Linked DNA regions of Drosophila melanogaster: all the other regions are linked to region 2. A link is a contact called in public Hi-C and HiChIP or PLAC-seq data. All regions are on one chromosome and are shown on one strand. The core of a region is the stretch at or near the end of the contact, and the rest is flanking DNA. Distances in the headings are between cores, read along the strand shown. Region 1 holds the start of Zir (Zizimin-related). Region 2 holds the start of cbt (cabut). Region 3 holds the start of CG3164. Region 4 holds the start of lncRNA:CR44060 (long non-coding RNA:CR44060). Region 5 holds the start of CG3862.

Region 1 (2,700 bases), core at 53-2,552, 380 kb before region 2:
TCCCATATTTATGTAAAGGCTCTAAATGCCCCAAGACGTTAACGGTCAATAAGGCGCAACCCTGGGGTAAAATTGACATAAACAAATCTGGCGGCAACGCAGCTGGCCATTATGGGAAAAGCACTTCTGTGTTGGAGCGTATATGTATATTAGGATGGAAATAATTGCACACAGTTCGTCATAATTTGTCGTTGAAACAGATGAGGTCAGAAACGAAGAGCACTACACTTCAGAAAAATGTTATTCGTTTTTGGAATAAAAGTATTTTCAACACAACAACTAGTATAAAGAACATGACCTAATACGTATGATATCTTATATTAGAGAATAATGTTTCCTATAAATTAAAAACAAGCGTATATAAAATCTCAACTCTCATATGTGGATTAATAGCTCATTATAGTTTTTTTTTTGTTTTGGTAATTGTTTTTAAGCTTTCAAGTTTGTTCAGTGCATGAGAATTTATTGTAAAAATGGATAAAACGAAAGTACTATGCAGTTAAAGAATTCATTAACAACTTCGCCACTACCATTTATATAAATAATGGGTAAATTTATTCAGTCAAATTAATTATTTTTTTGTGCTCTTAACTTTAATGGTTTTATATTTAAAAGTATTGGTCTGAACTTTTGGTTGGCCCAAAGTAAACCTTTGTTAGGCTGATCAGCAAATAGGCCAATCAAAAGCTATTTAACGTCATCTCTTTCTCTTATTTTACCGCCGTCAAATTCTAAACAGCCTCCCACTGACATCAAGCCCATTCCATGCATGTGGTATGCAACTCGTAAAAACATAGCGCATCCTAAGGCGGTCGGAATGCGGGGGCTTGCTGTTAATCTAAAAAAAAACTCGCCAAACTCACTGCAGCTGTTGCTCGTGGGTGAAAGTGAAAACTTGTGGCACATGTTCGGCCGGAAGCTAAAGAAAATCAAAATAAACCACCATATGGATGATAAGTTTTAATAAAGTACGTTTTTCATAATAATTGTCTGTTAGATAAATACTATGAAAAAATGTACTTCGTGTACTTAATCTAATTCAATATTTGATAAAGACTATGAAAAAATGTTAAAAAAAAGCTAAAGAAAATCAAAATAAACCACCATATGGATGATAAGTTTTAATAAAGTACGATTTTAATAATAATTGTGTGTTAGATAAATACTATGAAAAAATGTACTTCGTGTACTTAATCTAATTCAATATTTGATAAAGACTATGAAAAAATGCAATCATATTAGAATCGGAACCAGTTCATCTATACGGGCCTCCAGCTCATCTCTGGTATGTTAAGATTAATCGATGAGTACGGTTATCGACGGCGCTGCAAGTAAACCAATATAAAGTCAGGGTTTATTTGTCATAAAATAAATAAGAAAAGAATTGGACCACTTTAGCATACGAATTTCCCAAAATGTCGAGTGCCCAGCGCTCGTTTGTGCAAAAAGTTTCCAAGTAAGTTTTTCACTAAAGGAAATAGTTTATTTTAAACAAAGAAACGCCCTTAATGCTTGTATACATATGTACATATATCAATTTGTAAATCCCTAGGCAGTCGGCTGCGGATGTACGAAAAAATGTTTCTGGTTGCCATCTATCAAAGGCAATGGACCCATCATTGTGTGGTTCTTCGGTAAGAGCACTATTGTTTAAAATATACAATTTTTCTGTTAAGGATTCCATTTTTTCAATAGATCTCCCCGACAGAGCCCCTTGATTACGAAGAATTTCTATCCCAGCATATGAACATCATCAACCGGGATCCCTTGAAACATATATTGGACTTTCCTCAAGGGGATGTAACTGTTAAAATCATTCCCCGAAAAATCAGAACTGTTGATCACGTTGTTCCCAATGAGAATTTGTATGTATGCACCTAACTTATACAACAGCTACATAGCTACAGTCTCTTTTAGGTCTGATTTGCCCCATCACGTACAAGAATGTGTTAACTGCTATACGCGCCCATGGAAGGTGGTTGAATATGCACAGCGGCACCTTTCCAGTTCTTGCTATATCCGCGAGCGTATCGACCGCGGAACCATAAGTCCCTCTGCGTACCAGCAGGAATTCGAGATCGACAAGGATTTTTCGTCATTTGAAGAGGCGTTCGCTTATAAAAGCGAGAGCTGCACTCCAAGTTCTCGACAATCCATTGCAAGTTTGGCTTCAGTAAGCTCTTGTACGGACACTTTGACCCCGCGTGGTTCTTGGGCTAGCTTTGATCTTCGACGTTCGGTTAATGACCCACTAATACCCAATTTGCTTGACAATGTACCTCCGGAGCATATTGATCAATCCAATGAAGCACGCCGGCAGCAAGATCGACAAATGGCTCTTTTCTCACTGTATCCGGAATCTGAAGCGGAGGAAAACATTGAACGCCGCCTGCTCGCAGAGATTCCAGTTGAACATATGGGTCATCGCATTCAGGTTAACTGCCTACAGCTTCGGCTTGAGCTGGAAGTGGAGCCAATTTTTGCATCGATGGCTATTTATGATGCTAAGGAACGGCAAAAAATTTCTGAAAATTTCTATTTTGACATGAACGCAGATAGTCTTAAACGCATGTTGTCAAGTCATGTACAGTGCGCCGACATAAGTACCCAGAGCCACTCAGCCATATTCGAAATTTCATATCCGAGTAACGATTTATTTCTCGTGATTCGTCTGGAAAAAGTTTTGCAGGGTGACATAAA
Region 2 (2,700 bases), core at 71-2,570:
GACAAGGCCGTTCACCGTTAACCTTCACACACCCTGCAATACCCCGCCCAACCCCAGGTTCAATGCTCCTTCGAAAGGCCAAGGGAACTTTGTTTTTGGCGGTTTTTGAACTCTTTTAAAGGCCGTTTGGGGTGACAGAATATTACTCATTAACTGTTGCTGCCAGCTGTGCTTTAAATTATAGACGTATGTAAATGTTAAAGGTGAATACTGTATTGATGACCACATAAAAGTCTTTAAATTGATGTGCTCCTGACAGAAACAAAAAATGTCTTAAAATTTTAAAAACTGTTCTTAATATGGACTTTTCAAATTTCACTACTTAATTTTTAAGGATGAAAACATGAGCAACTGTTGCGTTTTCGGCGCATATTCTAGAACCATTTAAAAATTGCGCCTAAAAGCATGCAAGGAAAATGCAGCCACACCACCAGTATTATTATGACGTGCCTCAGGTGGGTGATTTCATGGGGAAGGCGAATGCGAGGGGTGTATTATGACTCGTGCGAAGACGTCGAAATCTTTTTATGGGCTCGGCACGTTGCGCTCTAATGTGCGACAGTGTTTGTTTGTTTCTTTCTTGGCCAGATAAAAAACGAGCCAGAAATGTGACATGGTTTTATGGGTTGGGGCTTGGCCTGTTTGCCTAGCTTTTGGCTAGGCCCTCTCTTTCCTCTCACACTCCACCGCTCGCCTACAGTTGCCAATTGGCAACTCACCTTCTCTCTTTTGCTTTTCTGTTGTTTTTTCCTAGTGGTGCCAAGTCCAATGTTCAGCTGCGGCCTCTCGCTCGCACTCACACATCACTCGCTGTGCATGCGGTGTTCACGTGAAAGCGTGTTGGCTGCGTGATCGCATGGCTGTGTGCGAGTGCGAGCGGGACGAGGCACTTTGTTTTTAGAAACGCGGCAAGTGGGAGCGAGAGCGAGCTAAGTACGATTCCGTTTGATTTTCCGCTGCCTTGAATGCACTATCCCCACTCAATAAGCACTAATTACACTAGCGTACACTGTATATATCCACTTTGTAGGTCACTTACGATTTCCAACTTGTTTTCCCTTAGTGGGGGCGTTGCGGGTGGTGAAGGTAGCAAGGTATCCATGTCCATTGCACTTTCAAATTTCAGTTGCACTCTCTTTTTTTTATTGAAGAGTCTGTGTTTGTTTGTTTGTTTTGTTCCGGGGCTAATCACTTGGTTTAATCTCAGTTTGTGTAGATTTTTGCACTTCAGCTAACTTTGCACTGGCGCTTTCAAGTGCCGCTTGCCGTTTTGGAGCGAAGGCGAACCGTTGCGTTCGGAATTCAAGAGACGAATGAAAAAGGCAAAGCCATTCAGCTCCCAGCAGAGCTGCCGCCGCCGACGCCGCTGCCGGCAGAGGCTGTGCAAGTGTGAGTGAGTGGAGCCGCCGACGACGTAATCACTTGGAAACGGGCAAGTGTGTGTGAGCGGGCCATCGTCATCGGCAGTGGAGCAACCAGTGCAATGTAACCCGGACGAACATCAGCCAGCAACGTGGGCAGCACCTCCTCGGCTCCTCTCTCTCGGGCGCAAAAAAGAAAAAGGTCAGGTCTCCTGCTCACTCACCTCTCAGCAACCCACGTGCACCGGACAAAATAGCCCGTAAAGAATGACATCTCTGTTAACTCAATTTTAGACTGTAATGTTGGTTGGCAATAAGTTAAAAGAGATTCAGGTGAACCCAAATCGTTTTTAGTAAACTCTCTAAAAGTGTATGGCTATTTTAAATGTTGCCATCTTTTCCGAGAAGACCCAAAAAATCACCGAAGCGATTTCTTTCTGTGCAGGACACAGACACACAGCCAGTAGGAGAGAGGCCCGCAGAGCACGTAATCAACGCATGGACGTCATCAGCTGTTCACTGCGGGGTCTTGTGTTTGGTGCTATAGAGAACGGGTCAGTAGAGGAGGAGCTGGGGAGGGTGTGGGGCTCCATCGGCTGTCTATTCATGGGCTGTGCATGCCCCAGCCGCGTGCACAGCGCACACCAACCGACACACTCACAGACACACCCCAAAGCCGTGTCTGAGTAGCTGACGTAGTTGTTGCCACGGAAGTCTGTGAATAATCGGCTGAAAAAATACTTTAAAACTGGCTCGAAACCTGGCAGACGCCCCTCAAGCTGAAATCTAAGACCTGGCCGCATATATTTGCATTAACTTTGGAAGTCTGACTTTAAGCAGACACGGATTTCATTAATAAACGAAAGGCATAGTGCGAAAGCAGGAGAGTATGGGAGCTCAACAGTTGACGGGGAGCATTGCCAGGCCCAAGAAACTGGGAGATAACAAAGATGAGTCACGAAAAGCAGGCATTTCAAAATCCTCTTATTCACCACCAGTGAATGCATGTAACTCAATTAAGTCGTCAATTGATTACATTTATTTTGTTTGAAAACCCTCCTAGGACACGGGTAAATTCTACCTGGCAATGCTCGCGTTTCGCCTGTAACAGTTTTCAAAGCAAAAAGGGGCTCGTACACAGAGCACACACACCAAAGAGCGAGCGGCAGAAACAGCTGTGGTTATTGGCGCTCTCTTGCGCAACAACAACGAATAACTAGCACGCCATACCCCACACCAGACTTGTGGGGCGACTGTTCAGGCCGTGTAGGGTATTCAGGGGTAGCATGGGAGCAGCTAGATTAGATGCAGATCTCTGAAAAGTTTAAGTTTTATTTTT
Region 3 (2,700 bases), core at 109-2,608, 350 kb before region 2:
CAGCGCATTCTTCTACTAAGTCTTGAATGAATTTGGGAAAAGCCTATAATCTGTGAATATTCCTCGATCGGCGGACCCATGTATCTCGAAATAAAATACCACTAACTAATTTCGAGGAAAGTCTTTACCTTGAGGAAGGTCTTTGATTCCCAGTCTTGTACTTTGATTGGTTTATCAGCCTTTTATAGTAGTTAGTCCTGGAAGCTAAGGTTCTGGCCATTGGTTTATTCAATCTAAGTTAAAAGTTCACGGCCTCGCTCATGACTCATGAGTTATTGGAGGGGCTTATCTATGGGTGTCAATCTACAGCTGATAGGAGTTTTCAATGAGCCGATAAGGGGTTGTACTTTGTCATTTCGTGTTTTACGTAAAAATAAGTTAATCGGTGCCGTAATTCGTTTAAAGGAGCTCTAGTACGCTTTTTAATGGTTTGCTTACGCGACATTTTACCTACATTTTGCTTTTCCCTACATTTAATGTGGCATGAGGTCATTTGTGGCTATGGCGTGGGACGACCTTACAACTTTGCCCCAGAAACAGTTTTGTGGTATATCTGAACGCAACAGTTAGATGTAGACATTGCTGTAAGGCTCCTTGTTGGCATGCTTTTACGATGCTCCGGTCTATATTTTGCCCAATCTAATTGGGATTTACGGATTGCACTGGGAGTGCTAATAACGTTTAGTTAAACCGGTTATTGTATATATTGGGGCAAGTAAAAACGTAATGAATTGACCAACAAAAGGTATTTTCCCAGTACAAACCGCAATTTGAGATATTATTCCTAGTTCGGTTTCTGGGTTCAAATCAGCATACAGCACTAAAGTTATGCAGTCGCCTTAAGATATGAAAGAATAATGTATTTCCACTGGCAATTTCCCGATGACTATTGGCTTGGAAATTTTTTAAAGCTTGTGGCTAATCAAGTCACGGAGATGTCAACAATTGGCAGGAATTGCAAACCGGTTGTTCTACACTTGTTGATTTCGTTTTATAAACGGGGGGTGTGGTATATTAGATGTGCCAACTAAATGTGATGCATTTTGCTTGAGACCCGCCTGATTCGGCTACTTACAGATTATTATTTTCCAAAAACTGCTTCCAACTATACTGGTTCATGGTGCCGTAACTCAACAGCTACTGAAACCATCGCTTTGAAGCAACAAGTTGCCTTCGCGAAAGCTAAGTCGCAGGCAATAACGAATAGGCAGTCGAAACCCAAACCGAATATAAGAATTAGCGATTTTGTATTTGGTTGTTGCACATCGGGTGTAAAAATATGTACACTCTGCTGGAGGGAAACTTTCGTAGTTTCTTGCGAAAACTGAAGCCGGCCAACTAGTGGAAACGATGCCACGTAACTGGAAAAGCGTAGACGGCTATATGGGAATTACTCGGGTCTATGGTGAAAAGTGGCACTCACACATTGGCACATAAAAGTTTCCTCTGTTTTCCTTGTTTTCTTTGTTATGCCCACCTGAAGCTCTCCCAATATGAGCCGTCCAAAAAAGCTTGCTTTCCCGCCAGAAACAGAGTTTTAGCTTTATTTTAACATTAATCCTATCTGAAATATACTCATCCGTTCTTCAGTACTTTCCTCTAAGTTACGAGGCAACCAACAAATAATTGGAAGACATATCTGTGGTCTCGGCTTTTGTGCGACAACATGCCATTATGTAGGAGGGAGTGGGCCAATATGCGTGGCTTGATGAACGACGGCCTAGGACTAAGTATAATCTGTAACAAATAAATATTGAATATCCTCCACACAGGATATTTAGATCAGAATTTACATAGCATTTAAATTTCAACGTTTTACATACTCAGCCTAAAAGTTGGCTACACTGTGTACTTATACTGCTATTTTAGTTATAGTTTTAGTTAGATATATTTTTAATATTCAGAACGTCGTATGCGAGACCCAAGCCAGGAATAGGAACATTTAGTACCGAATTTACATATTATAAACAAATCATTATTGCTTCATTTAAGGCTCTATTAATGCGGTCCACCACAGAGTTTATCAAATGCCAAACACGAATAGACACAGCTGATACGGTGCTCCTTGCATTCGCTATATTTAATTGTATATAGTGAACTTTGTACCAGGCGTGTATTCAAAACAATCAGCCAAAGAGCAAAATGGTGGAGGTTTTTACGAAGAGATTACGAGAAATGAGAGAGTGTTGTAATAAGTAGTACTGCTGAAATGCATCTGCATACTGCGTAACCTATCATAGTTTCTGAAATGAATTTATCAAAAATGTAGAACTTAATTTGTGGGTTCTAAAGTGGGCCATGCACATAAATGGTGCAGGTGTTCTACGATGAGAATTACTAAAAACTTTTGTTTTTCATTTGGCGCTAATGCAAGCTACAAGTGCTCGAAATGCATAAATGAGCTTATAGCGTGTGCTCAGTAACGGGGCTTTTGGCTACCCGACTAGCCTCGAAACATAAACATTATGGGTCGCATTGCAGGTCTCTCTGGCTAGTGGCTGCGGAGCGGGTGCTCATATACCGCCAGTTTTGAATGCTCTCTGGGAGGCCTTTGTCTGTGCGTCGGCGTCGCAAACGAGATAAAGAAAAACCCGAGGCGCGCGACGAAACAACGAAAAAAGTGAATGCTGTCGCGCTAACTGTGCTCACAAGACTTCCAAACATCGAATTGGTCGGGTGTCCCCAACAGTCGCTCCGCAG
Region 4 (2,700 bases), core at 137-2,636, 370 kb after region 2:
GATCCCAAATGGACGTCAGGCGAGTTCAAATTGGCTGGGTTCAAGTCAAGATAACACGGGAGACCAAGAAAGGTCCACGGATCGACGTTGATAGCTCTCAATTTGCATTTCTATTTTTGGAAACACTCAAGGCAATATTTTATATGACTCCTAAACGCAGTGGGGGTAGCCCATTTGGCAGTTATCAGAATATGTATATAGGTAGCCAGCTTTTTGATAAAAAACATGTGTGAATTCAACCAAAAGCCATTCAAGAAAGCCATAACCATAAATGTCGTATATCTGGATTCTTCTTGTGGAAGATTTTAAGAGATTTGTCAGTTCATAACCCACCATCCTTATTCTACAAATCTCAAGCTAGATCAATCTGTGCATCGGAAATTGTTTGAAATATTTTCCAGAGGTATCTTGAATACCTGGTAAACTCAAAGAGACAACCAAAGAAATAACTAAAATATGAATAGCCAAGTTACAGTTACATTCTCATAACAAAGGTCACCTAGCAGGCGACTTATGCCTAATTCCTGGATCTACCCTACATTATCCCAGACTAGAAAACAACAACAAGAAGGCAAATACTTACAGGACTCCGGAGCAGCGGGTGCAGACAAAGGATCCGATGGTCATGTTCACGTAGGTTGGTCCTTTTTGGCCGCAGTCGAAGCACTGCCGATTGCTCCCCGTCCCGCTGGCCACTAGTTCCCGCAGGGCGAGCAGGTACTTGTCGTCCTGTTTCTTGCGCACCACCGCCATTGTCGCCGTCTCTGTCGCTCCCTTGGCCGCCGCCCTTTGTACCGCTTCCGGTACTACTGACGTCGACGTTGTCGTTGTTGTTGCTCCTGCTGCTGCGATGAGCGGCCTGACGGAGGGTCCGCTACCTGCGCGCTCCTCCTCGGATTCCTCCGCTTCCGCTTCGTGGCTCTGAGCCCGATCCTCGTCGGATCCAGCTAGCTGCTCGGTGTCCGAGGGCAGCCGCTCCTCGGGGGGCGGGAGTGGGTGGTGGTGGGTGGACCGCTCGGCCGCGTAGGGCGCAAAGGGGGCGACGGCGGTGCGGTAGGAGGAGGCGGCGTGGGGCGCGGAGCTGTTGTAAGCGTACACGAACTGAATCTTGCCTGATTTTTTGAATTCTTTCGGGAATTGGTATCGTTTACTTTCTGCTCCAAATTGACGTAAATTTCCGCTGTTATCGTTTTTTGCCTATCGTAATGGCTGGCTATCAGGATCGTTTAGGGAATCAAAAATTTTTATCGGGAATGCGAAACTGACGTAATTCCCCTTCCCCTCTTCTAAGCTTTCCTTTCCTTTTCTTTACGCAATTTTTGGCTTGACCTTTCCTCTCCTTCGACGCACACTCACACACTCACTTTGACACTCACACTGACAGGTGTGTGTGTGCGGTGCGATTTATCGAAAACCACTTTTCCGATTGCCCGTGTTATTGTTTACTTTTCACTTCTTCGACTCGCAGAATTTCGCTTCAATTCAATCTATTTACACCGAGTGCCGCTGCAATTGCCACACAGATTTCAGATTTCAATTGAAATTTCGACGCTGCGAATGCACTCGCCACTTTTGCTGCTTCCCCTTCTCCTTGTTTGTTTGCAGTGCGGATTCGAAGACGAGTGGAAAACGAACAGCGAAACGAAACGGAACGAAACCAAACAGCACAGCGCACTCGAAACAAAATAGCGCGACTCGACTCAACACAATTCCGACGCAAATTCCGACCGCTCGCCTACAACAACAGCAGCAGAGTGACCGTTGGCGGACGGGAGAAACATACCTCGTGTTGCCGCTGGAAATGCACTAAAATTGGACGGAGCTCTAAGACCTAAATATGCCGCAACTAAAGCACAGACACACACCGATTGAACCTAATTCGATAACTGTTATCGAAATTTAAAACTTTTTAAAAAACATATTACTATTTAAAATGTTGGGAAATATTTATTGAATGCAAGTCGACTAAAGATAATAATAATTCTACAATAGCTATGTTTAATCTAATATTAGTTAAACGCATCTCACTTTTTAATTGGTATAAGCAAACACTTAAAAACCTAAACATTTCCTATGCCTAAACCTAACTAGTAGGTGAAATATGCACATAAGCACATGGAGTACTTCTTAATCCTCGGCGCGCTGGCGGCTGTTTCCCTTCCTGATGAATTTCCGCTTGAACGTGGCGGGCGCAGTGGCGGCTATCTCCTCATCCAGACCGCCAATCGTCTTTTCCTTGAACTTCTTGACTGGAGGTTCTGGTTCACTCGAGGCGGAAACCACGGGCGCAGCACTGTAGTAATCCGTTTTGGGTAGCTGCCAGTCGATGGGCTGCTCAGGTGCTCTACAAAAATCCATAAATTTATCAGTAAATGCATTTGAACCTAGTAGGAAGGCCCTACTTCACTTCCACAGTTTGCCACTGTCCAATCTCTTTGGTGGCCGCCTCTTCCTCCGTTTTGAATGTCTGACGCCTCTCCTCCTTCTGCTTCTTTTCCTTGGGATTGTCCGTCCTGCGGAAGGCTTTCATCTTCTCTCGGTTCACCCTCGCCACTTCCTCGTCGACATTGGCGCGGAATTTCAGCGATTCCTCGGCCTGGGAGATCTGCTGCTGGTCGATGGCCAGCTGGTTGATGCGCTCGTACTCCTCGTAGGACAGATAGCCCTCTTTCGGCGGCTTCCACACGGATTCATTGGTCT
Region 5 (2,700 bases), core at 175-2,674, 350 kb after region 2:
AAGAACGGCTTGCACAAGGCAATGGTGTGATCCACTCCGTAGGCCACTTTGGTGACCTTTCCGTTGATGGCCGCCTTAAAGGGAAAGAACTGGTCCTTCTTGTGTCCCAGCCCCAGATGCCCGAACCTGTTCTTGCCCCACATGAAGAGATCTCCGTCCGAGTTGACGGCGCCCATGTGAAACACTCCGCATCCGATGGAAACCACTGTGGTTTCGTTGCTGAAGTCATTTCGTCCGAATAAAGGCGGCAACAGATGCTGCGGCTTGGATGTTTGCTCCACGAAGGGTCCGAAGCCGAGGATGCCAAAGCCCCAGGTGTACACCAGACCCTGGTCGTTGAGGGCCATGCAAAATGAGCCTCCCGCAGCCACATCCTTGATTTTCCCGATGGACTTCGTTAGTTTGAGAGCTCTAGGGATATTTATTTGGGTTTCGGCCAGCTCTGAGTCATCTAGCTGTCCGTACTCAGAATTGCCCCAGCCAAAGGCATCGCCCGCCTCGTTAAGGGCCAAAACGCAGTCCGAGGAGCAGCTGAGCCGCACAATCTTCTCCTTTTCCACATCTCCTCCAATCAGGGTTATCTGCCCGGCGGTGTGGTAGTTTCCCTGACCTGTTTGACCATCCGCACCCCAGCCACATGTGTAAATGCGTCCCTTTTTGGTAAGAAACATGCTGTGGTCCTGGCCGCACTCCACCTGGACCACCTCATCCTCCTTGCCGCATATATCTTCCTGCGATATCCTGTGGATCAGGGCACTCTTGCTGTACCGCTCCTCCTCTATGATGGAGCGGCCACATTGGCCGTACGAATTGTTTCCCAGGGTGAAAATGGTTCCGTTTTGGGTCAGAACCACCAGGTGAGCTCTACCCGCCGACATGCTCTTCACACGCATGTCCTCGTCTGTTTCTCCCTGAACTCTCGGCAGTTTAATGGCTGTAGGATAAATGATCACGTCAAGGTTGGCCGGATCATTGGGATTTCCCTTCACCTGGAAACCCAGTTGGGAGTCGGTGTTCAAACCGCTGCCAAAGAGCGTCTCTCCGTCATCTCTATTCACGGCGTAGACCGTGAACCCGTAGCCGGCGGCCACATCCGTGATTTCGTTGTTGTTGGAGAACTGCAAGCGGGTGGGATGGTGCACCATCTCCGTGTAGCGTTCCTTGGCCTTCTTCACGTTGGTCTGGAGACCGAGAGCGCCGGTTTCCTGAAAGCCCCACACGTAAACTCGGTGCTCATGGCTGTCCGTCGTCTTCGGTGAGTACTCCTTGATCTTCGACTTGTCCTGCGCCAGCACACCCCTCTTCGCCTTGGCGGTGTACGACCTGCTGATGCCAAGCACAATACCCCGAGTTTTCAGCATGGTATTTCGGGTTAAACCAACCATGTAATCCAAAATCATAACAAAAACGCCACCCGATATCGATAGACCCGATGACCGGACAAGTGCTGCACAGCGCGCAACGTGCTTATCGATAGTTCGCTAAGAAAAACCGCTGATACGCCACCTGACAGCCCTGGTCGTGGTCAATCGCTATCGCCTTCCGCACATCGAAATCGGATGGGCGACGTGAAAGAAACGGCTCCGGCAAAATCATTAAAATTTAATTAGTTAACCGCAAGAGAGCGCTGCAAAATTGTGCAAACAATTTGCCACTTAACGCAGTTAACGTGTGCGGTAATCAGAAGCGTGGAAAAGCGTTTATTTGTCAGGATTTGTGTGTTTTTCAATCGCGGCAGCAGCATATGTACACACACACAGGCTCACCCCCGCCCCACTCACACACACACACTCACGCCTAGGTGTATTATAATTAAAGTTGTGTTTTAAGTGTGTGTAAAGTGCAATAGCCCAGTGGAAAGTGGAAGTGATATAGAGTGCGTTCCAGGAGTTCCAGGAGCAGTGTCTTATCCCATGTCTTCCACTCCCAAATCCTGAGGATTGCCAAGGGTTAAGACCGAGAAATACGGACTCCGACTTTCCGGATAAGGATACGGATACGGATAAGGAGTGCCAGGATAAGGAGATCCAGGAGGAATATAGGAGTTGCCAGTCCAACCGCTTCGTCTCCGGTAGGTACACACAAAATATTCGGCTGCTCCTTTTTAGCTCCTGTTCGAATCTCTCACGGCTCTCTCTCTCGGCTCTCTCTCTCTCTCTCTTGACCTGCGCTCTCTCTCTTTATCTCGCCCTCGTCACCTGGTGGTGCGTAGTCCTTTGGCTCGGTCCACCACCCGCCCAGTGGGCGGTGCTGCAACCCTTAGCCCTCCGCTTTCCATCACCTTTTTTTGGGTAACCATGGTCGTGTTTACGGCAAACTGTGCCACCGATATATATGTGTGTACATATGTACCCTTTCCCTTGTCTAGATAGATGAAACAGATAAATCGTGAAGATGCTTCACTTACCATAAATCTATAATATGTTCATTGCTCAAATACTACTATAGTAGGTACTTGTGTTTTTCAAAAGCCTGTGCCAGGTACAAAAGCTTGTACTCTTAACAACACTGGGAACGAGTCCTGCCATCCTTTGCAGGACGAGAAGTCCACCCTCTCGCTGCCAAAAAGCCACCACCTCGCAGAGATTTTGCGCAGCATCTCTAAACGAAACGGCCGGCAAATGTCGCAAACTCCCTCGGCAACAAAAGCCAAAAAAAAAATACAAAATACAAAAAACAAAACCGAAACCGAAACCCCAT

Evidence for each region. Hi-C and Micro-C count contacts between places; a contact is called where the count stands out from the background. HiChIP or PLAC-seq counts read pairs in DNA pulled down with a chosen protein or histone mark.
Region 1: an H3K27ac HiChIP or PLAC-seq map of the Kc167 cell line shows a contact between it and region 2, with 3 times the contacts expected there. The contact joins the promoter of Zir here to the promoter of cbt in region 2. A contact is called at or near these places in 1 of 107 Hi-C or Micro-C datasets (the Kc167 cell line) and 1 of 6 datasets of contacts at active chromatin or transcription factors (the Kc167 cell line).
Region 3: a contact with region 2 is called in a Hi-C map of the Kc167 cell line, with 2.5 times the contacts expected there. The contact joins the promoter of CG3164 here to the promoter of cbt in region 2. A contact is called at or near these places in 3 of 107 Hi-C or Micro-C datasets (the Kc167 cell line, the S2 cell line and embryo) and 1 of 6 datasets of contacts at active chromatin or transcription factors (the Kc167 cell line).
Region 4: a Hi-C map of the S2 cell line shows a contact between it and region 2, with 4 times the contacts expected there. The contact joins the promoter of lncRNA:CR44060 here to the promoter of cbt in region 2. A contact is called at or near these places in 11 of 107 Hi-C or Micro-C datasets (the D17-c3 cell line, the Kc167 cell line, the S2 cell line and 3 more) and 2 of 6 datasets of contacts at active chromatin or transcription factors (both in the Kc167 cell line).
Region 5: a contact with region 2 is called in a Hi-C map of the Kc167 cell line, with 2.4 times the contacts expected there. The contact joins the promoter of CG3862 here to the promoter of cbt in region 2. A contact is called at or near these places in 6 of 107 Hi-C or Micro-C datasets (the Kc167 cell line, embryo, eye imaginal disc and 2 more).

The regions. Positions count from the first base shown.
Region 1 is chr2L:93,437-96,136 of dm6, forward strand. Zir (Zizimin-related) reads left to right here and starts at 1,303. Exons shown (of 12, transcript NM_134645.3): 1 at 1,303-1,456; 2 at 1,553-1,634; 3 at 1,696-1,865; 4 at 1,918-2,700. The coding sequence starts at 1,416.
Region 2 is chr2L:478,368-481,067 of dm6, forward strand. cbt (cabut) reads right to left here and starts at 1,321. Exons shown (of 2, transcript NM_164384.2): 1 at 1,040-1,321. The coding sequence starts at 1,108. All of the region lies in intron 1 of ush (u-shaped), which reads left to right.
Region 3 is chr2L:129,433-132,132 of dm6, forward strand. CG3164 reads right to left here and starts at 1,359. Exons shown (of 8, transcript NM_205881.3): 1 at 1,076-1,359. The coding sequence starts at 1,119. The region is part of intron 1 of ND-15 (NADH dehydrogenase (ubiquinone) 15 kDa subunit); the gene reads left to right. It overlaps Gs1 (Glutamine synthetase 1), which reads left to right and starts at 2,645. Exons shown (of 1, transcript NM_164367.2): 1 at 2,645-2,700.
Region 4 is chr2L:849,316-852,015 of dm6, forward strand. lncRNA:CR44060 (long non-coding RNA:CR44060) reads left to right here and starts at 1,387. Exons shown (of 1, transcript NR_073684.1): 1 at 1,387-1,848. drongo (drongo,) reads right to left here and starts at 1,756. Exons shown (of 5, transcript NM_057891.3): 1 at 584-1,756. The coding sequence starts at 753. CG4291 reads right to left here. Exons shown (of 4, transcript NM_001272917.1): 3 at 2,403-2,700; 4 at 1,936-2,344. The coding sequence ends at 2,128.
Region 5 is chr2L:824,437-827,136 of dm6, forward strand. It overlaps CG3862, which reads right to left and starts at 1,425. Exons shown (of 1, transcript NM_134706.2): 1 at 1-1,425. The coding sequence starts at 1,361. dock (dreadlocks) reads left to right here and starts at 1,533. Exons shown (of 6, transcript NM_164390.2): 1 at 1,533-2,071.